2 separate regions of the Strix aluco genome follow, and region 2 is linked to region 1. The links are chromatin contacts, called in public Hi-C maps. All regions are on one chromosome and are shown on one strand. Each heading gives the region's core, a stretch centred on a gene start, on an enhancer-like site or on the middle of the called end of the contact. The rest is flanking DNA. Distances are from core to core; before and after follow the strand shown. Region 1 holds the start of LOC141918871 (thioredoxin-like). Region 2 holds the start of DNAJC25 (DnaJ heat shock protein family (Hsp40) member C25).

Region 1 (6,627 bases), core at 2,184-4,683:
CCCAACTTACTGAATTGTGGAAACAAGACAGAAATTCATCTAGCCTCTGACCCCCAACTCTGGCAGCTCCATTTAGTGCTACCCCCTGAATGTGATCCTTATGGTTTTTAAATAATCCATTTTCTCATTTCAGTCTTGGCAGGAAGACATCCATTTTCTTCTGGGACAGACTTTCATCTGCAGAATTTGAAAGGACACAAACCTTTGTACACTCCTCCAGTTTGATGCCTTTTCCAATCAATGGCTAACATCAAAATGATGTTGTGTGGTTTACTTGACATCATGTTTTCTAAGGCAACCTCATAGTATAGTTTACTTATTTTGCCAAGTGAACCCACATGTAACATCACTAGCCAAAGCAGTGCTACACATACAGACCACACAATATAAACTGTTAATACAAACTTCATTTCAGATTATGCATACAGAAGATGGCTGCTTTACTCTCCCCAACTTAACAGACCACAGCATTAGAGTTCTGTCAGCAACAGCTAACAAAGCAATACGGTTACTGCCACTGCACAGTAGTTGGTTTTGCAGCGCAGGAGTTAAATAACACCAGCTTCTGCAATGAGACACAGTAAGTTGAGACCTGATTCTAGTAAGCTATTTCCCCCCCATTAAGGAATGCCAGGCAGGTGAGGAGCCAAGAGTGGACACAAACTGGTCACGAGTATATTTAGCAAGGAAGCAGAGGGTCCTGCACCAGCATTCTTATGTATAAACCTACATAAAGTCTTTCTAACTTTCTGTAAGCTCAAATACACCTGGCATTGCATCTCACTGCTAATAAGACATTTCCCCTCCCAATGTAGCTATCTTTAGAAGTACAGCCTTTACATGTTGAGTTCTTCCATCCTGGCATCTTGGATATTCACAGACTCTACTATAAGATCAGTAGCTAACACCCTACACCAGTGGTTCTCAGCCTCTGGTCCACAGACCCCTGGGGGGGCATGATGTCATCACAGGGGGTCCATGAAGGCTTAAAGCAGGGGTGAGGAACATCCAGCCCAGAAACATTTGGTCTGGCCCACGGAAAGCAGAAATCATTGCAATAAAGATATTATAATAGGAGTGTGTGCATTAACGGATTAACTTGTTTTCCCTTCTCTCCAAACTTGAAGGCCCTTCATGAGAAAAGCGAAATAAATATTTGATGCAGTCTAGTGTTTTAAATCTTGAATCATCTTGGTGGTCCACAGCCACAAAAGGTATTAAAAGGGGGGTCCATGGTGAAGGAAAGGTTGAGAACCCCTGCTCTACACCACTTAAGAGACTCTCAGTCTGAAAGAGATGGGAACCATAAGTTTTCCTGTCTCTCTGCATTCCCCTCCACTCCTGAACTGGGACATTATGCATTCCTGCACCCCAATCACAAAAGCACCCCATTCCCACCAACAAAGTTCAAGGTCCCTGTACAGCAATCCATACTAGCTGCTCCCTGCAACTACTTACACTGTAAGTTCCTCATTTAAGCCTCCCTCCTCCCCACCTTCAAATCCTACAGCTTGTTTTTTTAGTGTAACTTCTAAAACCTCTGCACTGTAACATCACCAGCTCTTTACCAATTCCACTTGCTGCACCTGCCAGTTGGACTATCCCTTCTTACCCTTGTCTTCTGTCCAGCTGCATAATTACTGTATTCTGCAACAAGAAGTCCAGTACTGGGATGTGCTCATCATATGGCCACACACCTCAGGTTTGCTATTGCACAGAACAAGGGGAAAGTGGGAGGGTGTAATACCTACAGCTGGTCACTCACCACACACCACTGGAGACCTGGTCCTGACTACAATCCAGTGTTACCCTATCAGTCATCTCCAGTATCAGCTAAAATTGTTGTGGAAGAGTAAAAAGAGATGCAAGGTCCGAAGGTGCTTATTCTTGCAACTTAAAATACTGAACTAGGGAGAAAAGTCCTGAAAGCTTTCCCAGAGTGAACTGACTAAGGAGTATAGCCTAGAAGACAAACTTAGATCCCATGCAGCATCACTCACAGGACCCTCACAATCAGATCAAACTAACACTTCAACTGAATTTCAAGTTCCAAATGCAAGACTAGCCCAACACGATTTTTCCCAGAATGAGGAGCTCAGAGTTTGCCCAGAGAATATTTTTGGAGATTTGGGTTCATAAATTACAGCTACCAAATACTCTATTGTTGTCTATCAACCATGTCAGCAGCTGCTGTGCACAAGACTACGTACTATTTCATCACCAGCCAGAGTATTCTCCATGTGTTGGTCTAGACTTTATTACTATTCTGTATCACAAAGCCACAGACTTGTTTGCATTCACAGTACCACCCAAACAATGAGGTGCTGCATTAGTGTACTGCATAAGTCAGACAGCACCATAATAAGGGAAATACTTATGCCAGCAACACCTGTTATTTAAGTACAGGAATGAGCTCTAGTCACTCCTTTCAAGCCAAGAAAGATGGATTAATGTTTTTCACGAACTCCTATCCAGAAACACAATAGAACTTTGGCTGATCTCTACTAAGAAAGCCACCTGGTCACCTACACACTGGCAGTAGGTAAGGTGAGCCGGGACTTCTAAATTAAGATATCACAGTACCCTGTTACCAGCTTGAGAAATAAAACATGACGTTTCGTTAAGATTTTAAAGGGAAATGAACAACGATTTGTCATGATGTGAGATTACATCATCTCCCTTCTCATTAGGACTATCTGAAGCCTTAGGTCGTACGAGTATTTGTTCCCTCCCCTTGGTGTGAGTGTGTCCCCACCCTTTCCATGCTGCAGCAGTGAGACAGGCTGCTCCCGCCCGGGCAGCGCCAGGACCCATACTGTGTCCCCAGCGCACACGGGCTGTCACCCGCCCGCCCGCCTCCGCTGGCCAAGGCCTCACCGGGGTCCAAGGCGGCCGAGGAGTGGCACCTGTTCGCCCCAGCTCCTCCCGGCGCCCGGGAGCGCCAGAGCGGCCCAGCAGGCCCGCTCCCCCCTCCTCCCGCCCAGGAGACGATGCTCACCTCGCCGCCTTTCCCACCCCCCCTCCCCTCTCAGGGCGAAAGGCCGGGGCCGCCTCGCCCGGTGCCGGCGGCCGCCACACCCAGAACGGAGGAAGAAACGCTACTCGCCGCGACCTGCGCGGCCGAGACAGGCCCGCACCGCCCGGCGCCAACGGCCGCGGCAGGCCCGCACCGCCCGGGAAAGGCCGCCGGGCGCTTAACGGACTCACCAGGCTTTCTACTTGCTTCACCATGATGACGGTTCGGTGTCGGGGCTGAAGGTCGGCGGGGCGACGGTTCAGGGTCCGCGGAGCGACGGCTCAGGGCCGGCGGCTAAACAGCGAGCTAAGCGCTGTCGCTCGTCTTCGGTCCGGTCCACAGGGTCCCCTCGTCCACCTCCGGCCGCCTCAGGGAGCTCCCGCCCGCGTCCCGCTTATATGCCCAGCGCCGCGCCGCGCATGCGCGGCGGCTGCCCCCTCCTCCTCCCCCTCCTCCTCCCCCCCCCTTCCCCGCTTCCCCGCCCCGTGGCGCGGGCCGTGGGGGGTGGGCGCGCGCCCGGCGGGGGGCGCTGCGGCTACAGCGCGGGCGGGTGAGATCCGCGCGGCCGGGCCCTGCCGGCGGGAAGCGGCGGCGCCGCCGCCACCAAAAAGGGGGAAGAAAAAAACCCAACAAAATGGCCCAGCAGCTGTGGAAAAAGTGCTGTGTAACGATGAGCAGGAAGTATCTCGGAGGCACCGTCCCTCGCGTGGATCGCACGGTTTCCCTACTCCTCCTCCTTCCTATTCCCAGAGCCTTGTTCCGCGCCCCCCCACCCCCCCCGCGAAAAAAAAAAAAAGCCCAGGATGGGGGAGCGGAGCACGGTGCCTCCTCTGAGGGCTGCAGCGTTTCGGCAGCGCAGAAGTGCTGACAGGAGCGGTGCTTGGCCCCTGGGAAACACTAACGTCAGTCTAGAGCAGGGGTTGTCAACCTTTCCTTCACCACGGACCCCCTTTTAATACCTTTTGTGGCCGTGGACCACCAAGACTTAATTCAAGATTTAAAACACTAGACTGCATCAAATATTTGTTTCCATTTTCTCATGAAGAGTCTTCAATTTGGAGAGAAGGGGAAATAAATTACTCTGTAATGCACACACTCATTTTTATTGCAGTGATTCCATGTGAATTTAAAATAATAGCATCAACACTCTTCTTGCACAAATGGCCCATTTTATGGCATTTTAACGTGCTAATTCCAAATTTGATGCCAATTTTTACATTCAAATTTGATGAAAAGTTTTTACAATTCTTTTCGCCTGCCCCCTTGTTTGTCTGTGTTAAGTCACCATATATTTTTCTTTACGCGTCCAGGGCCACCACTTGGAGGAACAGAATTCAGCCCTGTTGTGTCCCTAAAGAGGGCTGTTGGGTTAAGAAAATGTCTTTAAGAGAAAAACGACCTAGGTAAAGTGGGTCCCATCAACCATACTAGCACCAAATATACTAGTGCATCAGGGCAGGCGGGGGTATGTGCTTGAGTATGAAAGGAGCATGGAGGGGAGGGGGTTGTGGGAAAAGGAAGCGCCGTGCTTGCCGCGGGCCAGACCAAATATTTCCGGGCTGGACCTCACCCCTGTGTTCTTTACCCCTGCTTTAAGCCTCTGTGGACCCCTTGTGTCGACATCACGGTCCCCCAGGGGTCAGTGGACCACAGATTGAGAACCACTGGACTAGATGACTAGAGACACTCTGAGCATCTTTAGTAGTTCCCCTCTTGGAGGGAGACAGCCAGGACCAGAAATAGTCCTCACAGAAACAATTCCTTTCAGCTTTCCCAGCGGAGAAGACTGTCGTGGAAACTTAAATTTCCATTTATCTCATTTATTTCTTTGTGTTTTGGAAAGCTGTTTTGTTCTACTGCACGCTGCTGCACTACTGCCTGTCCCAGAGTGCAAGAGTGTAAAATGGGGCTGTCGCAGCTGTCCTTTCCTTCTGTTGGGCTGGTAGGATTCAATTTTGGAGTATGGGGTTACTGATTCCAGCTCCCACTATGCAGGAAACAGGAAACGTGGTATGAGGTTTTGGGATACTTGGTGCTGGGTGTGACATGAATGGGGTATTTCTGCAGGCTTTAGCAGCCACGATACCAGCCTGTTGAAGGTTTGTGCTAGGATATGCAACTGAGCAGAGGATGGGAACACTTCGTGGGAGTCCTGGATAAAAAGATGCTTCTTCATAAAAAAAAAAAAAAAAAAAAAAAAGAAAGAAAGAAAATAGAAGATGGTTTGGCTTGGATACAGGTACCAACCCATCCCAACAGGATGTGCCCTCATATGTTGCTTTGTTTTGTGGTGGACACTGAAAAGGTAGTAACATCCCTCACAGACTCAAAGCTTGCCCCATGGGATTTGTGTTGGTGATCTCTTAGGTTGGAAATTTGTACTGAGAGTAAGTCAGGTTTTATTTTGGAAGTTTATTAAGTGTGTGGCTTACTACAGCAGCATAACCACAACAATCTCTGGACTCTCTTTTCTGACTCTGCAGTGCTGTCCCCTTCTCTGTTCTCCCTGCTTGGGGGTAAAACTACTGCCTAGGCCTTTCCAGACCTGGTTTTGCCTACTCAAAACACTTTTGGGTGCTGCTCTCCACGCTCTTTCCCCTGCCTGTACCATGCCATAAGCATCCCTTTTTTTCTCTGGTGGCAACACCAGAGGAGCTAGGATGTCTGTGGATGAGAAGCAGTGCCACGAGGGCTTGGTAGGTTTTGGCTTTTGCTTTTTCTTCCAGCTGATCCCCTCTGTGCTTTTGTCCATGTGCCCCTGTGGCAGACAGAGGCAGCTGGTGTATGTGCCCTATGCTGCTTTGGGGAGATGCAGGTGCTGCTGCTGGTTCAGCAGAGGGAAGGCAGGAAAGCCTTCTCAGCCAACACACCTTGTTTTGAAACCTGCTGCTGGGCAGGATAAAACAATAGAGAAACCAAGACTACCTTCAAAACCCAGCTCCAAAATGCCCCAGCTCAGCTCAGCATTGCACATCTCTTGCAGAAGCTGGCGCAAGCAAAGGAAGGAAACAACTCACCGAGAAAATAAATTCCTTAGAGCTGCTTTCTATGGGTGAGCGTGGGTGGATAAACCCTTTGTGAACTATGAGGAGAGGTGCCTACATGCCCCCTGTCCTCAGATCCTGCCTGTGGCCATTTGCATCCTGGTGTGCTTACAGTCAAGTACAAGCTTAGGCAGACAGCAGTTTGAAGTTCAAAATGTTGCTGTGGGATTGTTGTAGGAATGCCTAAAATAACTGGACAGTAATATAATTTATGTGATCTGCGCTTGATTCTTAGAGTGCACTAGTTACTATCAGGACAGCCCATAACATAAATCATACAGAGGAATGTGGGTCCTCTGGGAAAAAAAAAAAAACCCACACCCAGAAAGCACACCCTTATTAGTTTTGTCCTTTTTTTTTTTTTTTTTTTTTTAAATTATGGAGTGTCTCATTGTTTAACTCGACAGTATTACAGCTGTCACACACACAGAGTCATTCAACTATGGGGGCCTTTTCTTCTCACCCCCACTCCCACCCACCTTCCTCAAGGCCATAAATGCAACAAACTTCTCTCTCTTGAGCCGCCAGAGATGAAATGTGGCTGTTAAAAATATGCAAGTCAACTGT
Region 2 (6,627 bases), core at 2,055-4,554, 130 kb before region 1:
CAGTTTATACTGAATTTGCAATCACCTTGCAGCTGGACTGCAGGAAAAGTGAGCATCTCCTCTTACAGCCAAAGAAAGAAGAGGTGAAATGAAACTCTGCCATTGGAAGTACATATGAAGGAAAATTAAGTATTTGGCTGCATATGCCATTGGAATTTATTATTCCAAGCTCTCAAATTCTGATCAATGTATTTGTTTTAAATTCCAAAGCTCACTTTTTAGTGGGATAATCTGCACCACAGAATAAACTGTATCTTCATCTCAAACTTTTGGTGTATTTTTAATGACATTTTGAACCAGTAATCTAATAACTCCTAAGAAAAGAGAGTTATGCATCTTCTTCCACTTAAGTATTTGTCAGCAACAGCACAAGCTCATATCTAATACACAGGCCGTTTTCTTGACCTTGGATCTATCACCTTCAGAGCAAGCTTTCCTGAACCAAATTCACTTCTCTCCAGACTTCATTGTGGTGTTTAAAATATGCTGCAATGTAAGATTCACATATTAGTAAATTCCTTATATGCAGTCCCATCATGTGAATGGAGTCTTGAATTTAGTTTGCAATTAGACTGTTCTTTAAAGAGTTATTTATGCAGCTTGACAAACTGACACATGCTTATTTGGAGCACTAGTCCTGCCGGTGCTCAGGAACACGCTATTCTGAGTCTGCCATGAAGAACTAAGTAACTTCCTTAGAAAAGCTGCACTTCTCTCTATGAAATACCCTACCATTAAAAGAAACTTATCTCTACTTTTGCCCAAGGTACCAAGGGCAGTCAAAACTCTGCTCAGTAGATCCTGACTTCAGATGTGTTATGGACACCACACAGCAGTTTACCACAGCAGACAGGAGCAGGCCTCCTCACAGACACTGTTCAATACCTGGCATGTTATAAGGGCTGCAGATACTTCTCTTCCCATTCAGAAACTCAATAAGCAGTGTCACATAAACATGAAATTTTACCTGAAACACAGAGATGGCACACACTGCAACTAGAATCACTATCCTGACATCCACTTTAGGTGCCAATCTCCTGCTGTAGTAGTGATAATAATGCCTGTAATGCTCTTCAGGATGATCCAACATATAGTCGTAATCTTTACGCATTTCTTCATCCTGCAGGATGAGACAAAAAAAACACACATAGGTTCAGACTCCTGTTTTCACTTACTCTGTTATAGCTGTGTTCTACATCTCACTAATGACCATGCTGCTATAGAATTGGCAATAGCCCAACTAGAGGATGAAGCACAGGGGAAAACCTTTGATCCTTTTCTCATATTCTCAATTAATTTGTTCTCACACTCATCTGTCCACAGACATCTGACATACGTGGTCTTAAATGCATAAACACACACTGCATGAAGACATTTAATACTGAAATAAAGACAGGCAACTGAGATCCACATAATAAGTATTTTTAACTTCAGAATGGGAAATCCAGATAGACTAGAGTTAATAAATATTACTCAGGAAAAGCTTTTCAGATGAAGAAGCTATTAAGAGACTGTTTGACAAAACTTTTAGAATTAGCTTACAGGACTGTGGAATCTATCCAATGAAAGGCCATTTCAAAATCTCATTGTTCTCATCTTCTCAGAGTTTCTCATTTTCACCCATGTAATTAAGAGATGAGAAATTGAATTTTGTCAGCCTCAACTGCATTCATTTTCTACCTCCAAAAAAGTTCATTTTTTTTCTCCCTTGCAGCCTTGAAACACTCAAGAGTCATTCGTCCATTCCTGAGTTTCATCTTTGCCAAGCCACACATTTTGCCCTGATAAGCTTCCCTTACAGATCTCATATAATACTCCAAGTCACTGTTACTTTTTTGTTGAAAGGTATACCTTTAAGACAAAGCCCAGTTGGTTCATTTTAAATACAGACGGAGGACAACTCCTAAGTACGGAGGGACTGTCAAAGAGGACAACAACTCCTAAGTACGGAGGGACTGTCAAAGAGGACAACAACTCCTAAGTACGGAGGGACTGTCAAAGAGGACAACAACTCCTAAGTACGGAGGGACTGTCAAAGAGGACAACAACTCCTAAGTACGGAGGGACTGTCAAAGAGGACAACAACTCCTAAGTACGGAGGGACTGTCAAAGAGGACAACAACTCCTAAGTACGGAGGGACTGTCAAAGAGGACAACAACTCCTAAGTACGGAGGGACTGTCAAAGAGGACAACAACTCCTAAGTACGGAGGGACTGTCAAAGAGGACAACAACTCCTAAGTACGGAGGGACTGTCAAGAGAACTGTATCCTCCCCCCTGCACTCTTGGACTGGCTACTGAAGAAGGATTTTAGGGTTTTTTTTTCCCCTCCCTGACTGCTGGTAGGAGGCAAGGCAGCTAAGTGCACACCAAGGACTGCCGAGCCGAAGCTGCAGAGCCACCCGCGATGCACACCACCGGGTGCAAACCTGAGAGGCTCTCTGCCTCTCCGGGGGAAGAGACACCTGCGAGTGTCGGCCAGGTGCAGGGCCAAAGCCGGGCAGAGCGCCGGTGTTTAAGCCGGATCTCTTGATGGACGCTTCAGACACAGACGCCACACGTGAGTCGTATCCGTCGAGCGAGGCTCGGCGGGGGTTACATACCTTTCAGGGTTCTTCTAAAGCCGCGACTTTTCTTCTCGCAACACGCGACTGCGTAACTTCGCTGCCCGCTGCTCAGGCGCGAGCTGCCCGTTGCCCAAGACAGGGAAGCGGTAAACGAGCGGTGCGCGAAGCGTGTCCCGGCCGGCCTCCACCCCAGCCCCGCACGGCCTCCGCCCCAGCCCCGCACCTACCCACCCGGCCGCCGACAGGAGACCGCCGAGGCATGCGGCGGCGCGGGTAGCCGCGACGCGGGGCCGGTTGCCCAGCCCGCCTGCCGCCCGCCCCGCTCCCCGGCCCGCCGCCGCGCCCCCCGCACTGTCTCTTACCGGAGCGGCTCCGGCCGCGGCGGCTTGTCCCGCTCTCTCACCTTGAGGGTCTCGTAGGCGGTGGCGATGAGGAGGAACTTCTCGTGCGCCGCCTGCGGGCCGCCGCCCGGCGCGGCCGGCTCCCCGCGGTAGCGATCGGGGTGGTACTTGCGGGCCAGCTGCCGGTAGGCGCGGGCGATCTCCGCCTTGCTGGCCTGCCGGCTGACGCCCAGCACCTCGTAGCATACCCGCCGCCCGCAGTACAAGCCCTCGGTCAAACCCCGCGCCGCTCGCGGGAGCAGCGCCGCGCACACCCACAGGCACAGCAGCAGCCGCCACCACCGCCGCCGCGCCGGCACTGCCCGGCCGCCCGCTGCCGCCGCCGCCATTTCGCTACCGCCGCCGCCCCCGCAACCGCCGCGCCACGCCCCCTGCGCAGGCGCCTTGCGCGCGCGGCCCGGGGGGGCCGGCGGGGGGCGGGCGGGGGGGGAGCCGGGTCTTGCCAGGCCGGGGTTTTTCCCGGCTTCCTCCGGGCTGCGGCCGCTCGTTGTCTTTTCCCGGGAGCCTCTCTGGAAGTGCGGCCCGGACCGATGTTTAATTGGAGCTCGCTCGCGCGGGGCCGGGGTTTCGCTGCCTGCTCCGTGCCGGACCAGCCGGTGTCACCGGCAGCCCCACAACACTCGCCCATCCATCCGTACGGCAGGCCCCGCAGAAGGCATGTCGGGCAACACGCCTGCGGCGGCCGTGGCCTGGTGTACATACGGCTGCGCTTGATGATGGTGGCAAAGGAAAGAGTGTTAAAGTCCTTTAAAGCGGACATTTGGCCTCACAGCTGCTATAGCAGGTCTGCCACCTTTGATCTGTTTTAACCAAAGACTTGTTTTGAAACAAGGACTACTCCTCTGCTTCAGTATAACTGGGAGGAACGTTACCTCGATATCCCTTTCCAGGAAAATCAGATTTATGCTTGATGCTGGAAACATCTACCCCAGAAATACTTAGCTCATCGGAGAACACATGCTGTTCTTCTGCTAGAAATGAGTATGTGTCTTATACTTACAGACTCCTCTGTCTGTCTCCTTTTTACATTAATAAATGTTTATAATTTCCTTGAGACATGGGTGAGTCCCAGGACTTCTTCCTCAAAAAAATTCGACCTCTTTGCAGCTTGTTAGAGTCCAGCCTCTCAGCATTGGGGGCTGATGTTCTACTCCTCAGATCTTCAGCTTAACAAATTGTCCATGGCCATTTGTCACCCTTTTTTTTGTTTGTTTTTTGAGTGAGAAGGAAGCTAGTTCTTTGACAGTGTGTTACTTGGAGCTCACTTCTGCCAGGAAAACTGGCTCTGGAGCTGTAGTGAGAGGTCACCGGCTGAGCCAACGCCATCTGCAGGCAGCATTTAAAAAGCTGGCAAATGGGCACCACACTGTCTGCTGTCAGTTATACTCCAGGGGTGTCTTGTTTTAGCGTCTTGCCAAAATGCTCGAGATTACACGTGGCACCGATGAACTCAGGAGGAAGATGCTGTGTGGTGGTTACGCCTTTCTCCCGCAGTCTTAGCCACCCCAAAACGGCATGTAAGGTATTTTACAGTGCTGTTTTCTCCCTTTAATGACTTTAGACTACAATAGCTCGGCAGTAGTGGTATTGAACTATTTTATTTTAAAAAAAAAGATATTCCTAAATATCCTTAGGGCCGGGCTGTGCCGGGATGCGGGCTGGTTGTACCGAGCTGTGGGCGGGGCTGTGCCGGCTGTGGGCGGGGCTGTGCCGGCTGTGGGCGGGGCTGTGCCGGGCTGTGGGCGGGGCTGTGCCGGCTGTGGGCGGGGCTGTGCCTGCTGTGGACGGGGCTCGTCGCCCGCCAGCTGCTGGCGGCACCGGCCGCCGAGAGGGGGCGCAGCTGCGCCGCTCCCCGGGCCGTTTCCCTCCTCCGCCCCTGCGGAGAGCGCGGGCGGCGTCGTGGCTGCCATGGAGGTCAGCGCGGACTCGGGTCAGTCTGCCGCCCCCCGCCGCCCCTCTCCTTGGGACCCACCGGGAGTCGCGGGCGGGGAGCGGGGTGGGGGGGGCCGGTACAGCTCCTCGCCGCGCCCGAGCGGCGCCAGCGGGCCGGTGCGTGTGCGCGGCAGGGGCGGGCGGCGGGGACGATGGCTCAGCTCTTTCTAAATATAAACTGGCGGTGACGGGAGGGCGGGCGCCGCCGGACTCCGCCGTCCCCCGCGGCGTTTGGCGTCGGGGAGAGCCGCAGGGAGGAGGAGGAGGAGGAGGAGGAGGAGAGGAAGAAGGAGGAGGGAGCAGGAGCAGGAGCAGGAGCAGGAGGAGGAGGAGGGAGCCGGCCGCCGGCCCGGTGCCTGTGCCGAGCCGCCAGCGGAGGAGAGGGGCGGGGGGTGGGGAGCGGCCGGGGCCGGGCGGCTGCGGCGCGTCTCTCACCGCCTCCCCTCCCTCCCCAGCTGGCAACATGGCTGCGGCCGCCGCGGCTGCCCAGGACGAGCTCAGTAAGTGGCGGCGGCGCCGGGGGCTCCCGATCGGGCGCCGACCCCGCGAGGGGGCGAGCGGGCGCGGGGCGGCGGCGGGGCCGGGCCGGGGGCTTTCCTCGGCGGCGCCCCCGCTGCCACGGGGCCCCGCTCCCGGCCCGCCCTGGCGGGGCTGGCGGCGGGGCCGGGCCCGGCCCTGGGCAGCCATGTCGGGAAGCGGAAACTGAAGGCTGCGGCGGCAGGGGCGGCCTCCCCCAACCCCGGCCCCTCCACGGGCGGGGAGGGCTCGCTGCGGCCTGGCGCGGCCGCCGGCGTGACCTTGCGGGGCCGCCCCGCCTGCTCGGCGGGGAGGAGGCGGTGGCTCCTCGCCGAGGGGGAGCCGGCGGGGGCGGCCGCCGGCGTGGCCTGGGGCGGCGGGTGGCAGAGCCCCGGTGCCGCCATCGGCAGCCCGCTGCCCTGTGGCCCCTCTCCCTGGGAGGGCGAGCCGCAGCCCTTGCCCGCCGGCGCTCGCCCTGCTTTGTTCAATCGCAGCCTTTACCCTCAGAACCATTTTGAAAGTCACGTACACCGAAACACCCCTGGGCGCGTGCAGACCTCGTAGGTACCCCAAGTGCAGTGCTGTGTCTCGACGGTAGGTATGGAAGCACATCCTCAGCCTCTGCAGCGCTCGGAACACGATGAGAGCAGCCAGAATCGGAGGTGCATGCCTCTGCCGCGAAGCCTGCAGGGCAAGGGAAGCCCAGCTCTGTATTCTTGTCACATCCAAACCCCGTTCTCAGTCCAGTACAGTAAGCGATCAGCTTCTCTTTGGAGAGGCCTATGAAACTTTTAAAGAATGGGTTTTTTTTCCCTGCTTTTCCTATCTTGGAGTAGAGCTAGTTCTTGGACAACTGTGACGAGTTAGTAGCAAGATAACGCATGACTCAGCCAAAAGAGAGGGCCTTTGGTTGCCCTGAAATAGTACTTGGCAACCACCAGAGAGGAAGGGCAGAAGAAATACTCTGAGCATATTTGTGCTATTGGCTTTCAGTTCTAAGGCATTTCTGTGTGGTGTGTCACTTTGGGTTTTTTGTTCTTGGTGGGCTGCTGTGTAGATAACATCCTTGCTCTGCTCTTTGTTAGATGTTACTGAAGCTGGGTTGAGTGGGATAAGGCATATGATAATGGTGGGTATGTCCTTTATGTTGCCAAAGAGGCGGGATCTCGTGGAGTAAGAAGGATCTTCCAGTTACACCGATCCTTGAATCG

The links. A called contact is a pair of places that touch in the nucleus more often than the background predicts.
Region 2: a Hi-C map of heart shows a contact between it and region 1, with 5 times the contacts expected there. The contact joins the promoter of DNAJC25 here to the promoter of LOC141918871 in region 1. A contact is called at or near these places in 2 of 2 Hi-C or Micro-C datasets (brain and heart).

Annotation. Positions count from the first base shown.
Region 1 is chrZ:22,823,512-22,830,138 of bStrAlu1.hap1, reverse strand. It overlaps LOC141918871 (thioredoxin-like), which reads right to left and starts at 3,433. Exons shown (of 5, transcript XM_074813759.1): 1 at 3,208-3,433. The coding sequence starts at 3,231.
Region 2 is chrZ:22,953,446-22,960,072 of bStrAlu1.hap1, reverse strand. It overlaps DNAJC25 (DnaJ heat shock protein family (Hsp40) member C25), which reads right to left and starts at 3,304. Exons shown (of 4, transcript XM_074812329.1): 1 at 2,971-3,304; 2 at 968-1,120. The coding sequence starts at 3,297. It overlaps ECPAS (Ecm29 proteasome adaptor and scaffold), which reads left to right and starts at 4,806. Exons shown (of 49, transcript XM_074813706.1): 1 at 4,806-4,898. The coding sequence starts at 4,877.